2 separate regions of the Gossypium hirsutum genome follow, and region 1 is linked to region 2. The links are chromatin contacts, called in public Hi-C maps. All regions are on one chromosome and are shown on one strand. The core of a region is the stretch at or near the end of the contact, and the rest is flanking DNA. Distances in the headings are between cores, read along the strand shown. Region 1 holds the start of LOC107948505 (translocon-associated protein subunit beta). Region 2 holds the start of LOC107948508 (probable alpha-mannosidase At5g13980).

What was found. A called contact is a pair of places that touch in the nucleus more often than the background predicts.
Region 1: a Hi-C map of leaf shows a contact between it and region 2, with 2.3 times the contacts expected there. The contact joins the promoter of LOC107948505 here to the promoter of LOC107948508 in region 2. A contact is called at or near these places in 3 of 34 Hi-C or Micro-C datasets (callus and leaf).

Annotation. Positions count from the first base shown.
Region 1 is chrA05:82,563,794-82,567,164 of Gossypium_hirsutum_v2.1, forward strand. LOC107948505 (translocon-associated protein subunit beta) reads right to left here and starts at 1,964. Exons shown (of 6, transcript XM_016883078.2): 1 at 1,555-1,964; 2 at 724-822; 3 at 533-641; 4 at 355-426; 5 at 214-219. The coding sequence starts at 1,736. LOC107947879 reads right to left here and starts at 2,632. Exons shown (of 1, transcript XM_016882386.1): 1 at 2,225-2,632. The coding sequence starts at 2,632. The coding sequence ends at 2,225.
Region 2 is chrA05:82,370,790-82,374,556 of Gossypium_hirsutum_v2.1, forward strand. It overlaps LOC107948508 (probable alpha-mannosidase At5g13980), which reads left to right and starts at 1,718. Exons shown (of 29, transcript XM_016883081.2): 1 at 1,718-2,311; 2 at 2,411-2,494; 3 at 2,695-2,783; 4 at 2,919-3,093; 5 at 3,197-3,316; 6 at 3,510-3,593; 7 at 3,678-3,749. The coding sequence starts at 2,114.

The DNA of each region.
Region 1 (3,371 bases), core at 714-3,213, 190 kb after region 2:
GAAGGGTCATCATGCATCCATTTTATTTAAATTGTCACACAAGAAAACCCAACCACTACTAGTAACACGAAGAGAAAAAATGTTACAAAAAATGGATGCATATTATCTTTTCCTGAATCAAATATGCTTATCCCTGCATGCATCTCAGTTCTTATCCATCCAAATTTTAGAAGCATGATCGCTTCGAAAAAGATAAACAAGAATCATTTATACCTTAGCCTTCAATATTCAGTCACCACCAAAGCACATCCCACCAAAAACAAAAACAGAAAAGCATTAGTAACATTTAGAAAAGGAAAAAAGATATTGAATAGCTATAATACATTGATTACTGTTATTCCACGCAAAACTTACCCAGTCAAACTTCTTCTCAGGAGGTCTTTCTGCAAGAACATCTAACGGCAAGATTGGAGTTGAATATGCCTCCTAAAAAGACACAACAAATTAGAGCATCAAAGCTTTTCCTTTCTCCACATTTTCTTTTCTTTCCCCTTAAAATTTAAGGAAAATACACTCAGTTTTGATCTCAAACCTGCAAAGCAGCCTTTGTGGGAATGCGGAAAGTAATTACTGCCGGGGCACCATAGAACATTCCTTGCTTTTTGGCCTCTAGTTCAAATGAATGAGATAGAAGACCACCACTGCAGATAGCAAAGTTCTGCATTTTTATTAATCCAATCTAGGAATAACATATTAATAGAATTAAACAAAAGCAAAACTCACGCATCAAGTCTTTCCCATGACCGTGAAGTGTTGCCACTGACAATATCAAACATATCTTGAGGCCAGCTATCATCGAGGAGACTCACATCATATGCTGTCCTGAATCATTTTTTTCCCCAGAAAGATTATTCCTCAAGTAAGATAATATCCCGAAAACACAGAAGTGCAAGACAAATCTAGAAAAATTCACTTGTGAATTCGAAAAAACATCAAAAGAGGAAGAAATATACAAGGCTTCATACTACCACTGTAGAAGTTTCCAAAAATTTCAGCAATATTATTCAAGCATTATATTGGATCGTATAGAAAAACCAATCTCCAATTAGAATTGATGATCAAAGAGGTTAGATCAGGCTTTGCATGAATAATAAGAAGAAGAATAATTGAAAAACCATGAAATATGCAAAACCTTAGAGCAGAGAAAGTTATAAGCAAAAGAAAAAAAAGAAAAAAGCGTGCATATGTATATTCTCTAATCGCAAGGTTAAAAAGGAATGAAATTCCTATTAAAAGGATCGGATTTACAATTTCATTCCATTTCTCTCAGATCCAAATAACTGAAGAAAAAAAATGAAATTCGCTTCAAATCCACATATTTTCTCTTGAATCACCTCAAAAGAAAATGTGATCACTCTCATATTCAAATCAGCTACTTATCACGCAAAGCTTAAAAAGGAAATCGAAAGCTAAATAAAATAAAAATAAAAAAACAGCTCGAATTCAACTCAAAATTGAGGATGGATTCAAAATTTAGAAATTTCATCTCGAAGGAAAAATCATAGCTAAATCTGGATTGAAGTAAAGGGAAAGAAAAAGGAAAGAGAAACGCACGAGAAGCCTTGATTGTAGATGTCGATGGAGACAGAAACGCGTTCTGAACCTGATTTGAGTCTGGTCAACGATGCCTTCTTGTGAGCGACGATGAATGGGGCATCGCCTGTGGCGGTGGCTACTGATGCAAAGAAAATAAGAATCAATGCCTTCATCAGCGAATTTCTGATAAGCCTTGCCATAAGTGTGGCGTAGCTGATTTTTCTTTCTCCTGGTCTTTTAATTAGAATTTGAAATGGTGCTGAAGCGTTGAATAAACAAACAATGAGTAGGGTTCATGATATTGATATCGAGCTTACCAGGGACAACAAATCTGGTTCCTCTGGCGTACGTCACGACGTCGTTTCCCGTTTCATGATATTGAGTTGATCTTTTCAGTACTGTTTTATTTATTTTATTTCATTTACATTATATTTTATTTTACATGATATACTGTTATAAGTAGGATTTAAATATTAACATTCACTTTTTTTTTTACAATAAAATCTAAAATATAGATAATAAATTACATAAGGTATTAATAAAGATTAAATAATATTTATATTCACAAATATAAAATTTTAGCACTTTATTGTAATTATTATTTATAGTTTTAAAACTATTTTAATTTACATATTAATTCATCATTTACTTAATGCATTAAATAAAAAATGTTATTAATAAAATATTATTAAAGAACAAGTACAACCAATCGATTCATTCCACCTCCTACCGCCTTTGCTAAGCAATCAACAACCTTGTTACTTTCCTTTAAGACATGCTGAAGCTTAACTTGCCATTCTCTATTACACCACTCATGAACCAGCCAGACTTCCATTGTATTATTGTTTGCTACAAAGCCATTTATAATAATATCAATAAATAGGGTATTGTCACTTTCCACCTCAACCTGCTTGAAACCCCTCATCCATGTTAGCTTCAAGCCTTTTAGGATATCTTGAGTTTCGATTTTTAAGCTATCAGCCACACCTGTTACTAGTTCAAAACCCACCAACCACCCTCCGCTTGGTCCTCTGAATGCTGCTCCTATTGCCACCCTTGGTTTGCTTGTCAACATCAAGCCATCAATATTAATCATGACCTATCCCAGCTTAGGCCTTTGCCAACTATTTTTTTTCCTTTACTTGCATAACATTTGCTCCATATTGCCATTGTTTCCGAACGATCTTGCCCATGTCATAGCCGAAGCTATTAAATTCTAATTACTCTCGCTAGCATTGTTGAAGATAAAGTCATTATGGTTTTTCCAAAAGAACTAAGAGACTATTGCAAAAAATGTTGACCATTCGCCTCTATGAATTTTAATTCCTCTTTATTCGTGATATTCCAGTGAATCCATCTCTTAAGTGTTAAACTAAAGAAAAATTTCCAATTTTTCCTAGGAACCATTGTTTTCCAAATAGACTGAATAAAATCGTAGTCCCTCACCACATGAATTGTCGTTTCCACAGACCAACCATATTGTTTGCAAAAGGGAGTCAATGTCATACCTCTCCTTATACGTTCCTCGTTAGTTAAAAGTCTATTTCGAATAAACAGCCATAGAAAAAATCACACATTTTGAGGCGCCACAGCTCTCTAAATTAATCTATCATACCCAAACTCCTTGGTCCATTAGTCCTAAAAAGATACTTATATGTTTTTGCAAAGGAGAACTTCCTTGACGAAATCCACTGCCAAGAGATTTAATTAGAACCCAACTCCTTCAAAATTGTGTTGCAAGGACATATTCGGACAATAATATCTCTTGGTAGCATCGTAGATAACCATTCTGTATTCTATTCTCCTTCTAATGTCACTAGGTCACACACGCAAAG
Region 2 (3,767 bases), core at 468-2,967:
AATTATTTAGCAACTATGACGCAGTTGGACAGTTTGTCTGAAAAGTATGATATAAATTATCTAAATTTGGTTAAGTGCTCAAATAAGTTTAGTAGTGCCTTGTGCTCGACTCCGGCAACGGTCTCGGGTAAGGGGCGTTACATGCATATTAACCCTAAAAATTTTAATAAATTTATATATTTTATATATTTTTATTTTTATTAGTACTTGCTACGTGTCATAATATTAGGCTAACATGTGTCGATATATTATTGCATGGCTATACCACATCATCACATTCTAATAAAGTTACAAGATAATTATCAAAATATGTGAGACTCTAAGTTCATATACCGGTTAAGCCTAAAAAAAATTAGGTACAAGTTAAATACATAACTGATGAAATTTAGAGGCAACGTATATATTATCTCTGGAAAAATATATATTCATAAAATTACTAAATATTAAATAAAAATCATTATGTACAAATATAAACTAACTCAAGTTAATTATTTATAAATATGTATAAATTTGAACAAAGTTTAAAATCAATGTTTTAAACCATATTAAACCTTAAGGATTATATATATAATATTGTAACTACATATGAACTTGTTGCAACTCAACCCTCACTCATAAAAACAATATTCATTCTATTCATAAATTAGAGGTATTCATGAGTTAAGTTTAAATATGATATTAATATATTTTATGTTGTTCGAGTCCACCTGACTTAAAATATGGGTCTATAATTTTGTCAAAACTTGTTATATTTATAGATGACTAACATAAACCCATTTTAAGAATATTCATATTAATTTTTTATTTTTTAAAAATATATATTATTTTTAATTTAATATTTAATAATTTTATTTTTTTCATATATTAAAACTTTCTATAGGTTAAATTATGTTACTAGTCCTTATACTATGCATAAATTATGGATTTAGTTCCTATATATTAATTTAATCAAAATTAGTCCTTGTACTTTTTAAATTGGTTAGTTTTAGTCCATATGCTATTCAAAATTTGAAATTTTAGTCCCGATCCAAATGGTAGCAGTTAAGATCGGTTGGTTAAATTACACTATTAATCTTCTACTATGTATGAAATTGTAAATTTAATTCATATTATTCAATTGGATCATTCTTAATCCCTTTTCGAATTTGGAAATTTTAATATTGATGCAAACGATAGTAGTTAAAGCCATTAACTGACTTTTTTGTGAGTAAAATGTGAAAATAACAAGTTGACATAACATCATACATATGGTAATATATTTACCATGTCAAAATTTGAAAATAATAAAACTTAATAAATTTAACAACTATAATCTGATAAGGATTACAATTTTAAAATTAAAAAAAATAAAAGGATTAAAAATAACAAAAAATTAAAGTATAAGGATTGAATTCACAAATTACACATAAGAGAGGAGGACTAATAATAGAATTTAACCTTTTATATATAGACAATTTAATAATTTTTAATGTCTATATTAAAATATTATATATTATAATACTAAATTAAAAAACGAGGCGGATTGAATTAATAGACCAGCAGCGCACTGCAACAAAAGTCTTTACAAATTTAAAATACTTATTTTTAATATTTTAATTTAACAATTACCTTTTTTTAAATAATATTTTTCTCGAACTCAGGTTGAATAGAATTAAAATTCAATTGATAAAATTTAAATATTAAATAACATAAATTACCTTATTTTAAAAATAGTTTTGGATAAGGAAGAAGTTGAAAGAAGCAGGATGGTAGTATTATCATAATAATACTAAATACCTACACTACAACTGGTATTGGTATTCATCAAGAGAAGTCAATACCAAAAAAGAAAGTGAAGAATGGCAGTTGTCGCTGTTCCATCTACTGCAGAAATGTTTGGATGAGTGTTTCCTTGCTTGACTTGCTCCTCCCTTATCAGTTAAGCAGAGTCTCGTAAACGTTTTTTTACTGAAAACCTTTGCTGTCCTTTTCGTTTATGACGTCTAAAGCTACAGTAATCTGTTGCTTGAAGCCAAAAACTTGTTTCCATTTTCCCTTTCCAACTCAAACCAACACCTTAAAACTGCTTAAATCTCCAACACCCACACCCACACTCTAAACTAAACTGCCAAGTATGCGTACCGTTGAGTTGATCGGCGTGGTGCTATTTTTGGGGGTTTTATGTTCTGAATCGAAATACATGGTTTATAACACTTCAGCTGGAATAGATGCTGGGAAAATCAATGTTCATTTGGTTCCTCACACCCATGATGATGTTGGTTGGTTAAAAACCGTTGATCAGTATTATGTTGGCTCTAACAATTCCATCCAGGTGCCCCCTTTCTCCTTCCACTCTCTATTTCTACGATTCTATCTTAAATTTTCTTTTTATTTTTTTCTCTTTCTGTTTCTGTGGGGTTTCCGCCACTAGGGAGCTTGTGTGCAGAATGTGTTGGATTCTTTAGTGCCGGCACTGTTAGCTGACAAAAATCGCAAGTTCATTTATGTTGAGCAGGCAAGAAATCTCGAATTTTGACTGTCTTTAGTATAAATTTTTCCTTCAAGCTTAACCTCCATTTTTCGTATTCCTTGTCTAAAACGCTGCATTAAACGTATTTTAAGGTTATGCTGCTCGACTGTACTGGCAAGAGATATGTGGTTGTCATGTGTCATATGTCGTGTTTGCGTTGTAATTGTCTTAATTGATTCATGCAGGCATTTTTTCAGCGATGGTGGAATGATCAGAGTGAGCTAACTCAGAGTATAGTCAAGAAACTTGTCAACTCGGGTCAACTGGAGTTCATGTAATTCGTGACATAAATAAACCCTTTTCCAAACATCCATGGTTGCAACTATGTTGCATGTTTAAAAACTATTCTTTTCTGTCATATCCCGACGAGTTTGTACTTCCACTCATTCTCTTCCTCTGCTTCTGCCAGAAACGGAGGCATGTGCATGCATGATGAGGCAGTACCACATTACATAGACATGATTGATCAAACAACTCTTGGACATCGATTCCTAAAAGAGGAGTTTGGCGTCACTCCAAGAATTGGGTGGCAAATTGATCCTTTTGGACATTCTGCAGTACAGGCTTACTTATTGGGTGCGGAGGTAAGTCTATCTGTAACTACTGCTGCTAGCTTTCTTCTTCAGTTATTGTTACTCACTTTTCAAGCAGCATTGTTTAGATAGAATTATGTTTCTATGTTTGAAGGTGGGATTCGACTCATTTTTCTTTGGCCGCATAGACTACCAAGACAGGATTAAGCGAAAAAAAGAGAAGAGTCTCGAAGTAATTTGGCGGGGTTCTAAGAGCCTGGGCTCATCTGCTCAGGTGAACAGCTTGTTTGTTTTGCTTGTATTTGGTGTATGCATGATTAGCTTTTGATATGACATTTTGTACTTCAACTTCATGATTATAGTGTTGCATTTACTGATTTATTGACCTTTCAAATTGTGGCTGCGGATGTATATCAACATTCCATTATTCTTCAGTTATTATTTACTTGAACTTATTTGCGTTGCAGATTTTTGCAGGAGCATTCCCAGAAAATTATGAACCTCCACCAGGTTTCTACTTTGAAGTTAATGCTGATTCCCCTGTTGTTCAAGTAAGCTCAATCTTATTTGTTTAGTCAGTCTGTTGACTCGAGTATGTAATTGGTTTTAGTTAAATATGGTTGCCTCTGTTGCAGGATAATGTCAATTTGTTTGATTACAATGTCCAAGACAGAGTGAATGACTTTGTTGCCGCGGCAATAGCACAGGTAAATGAAGTTAAATTG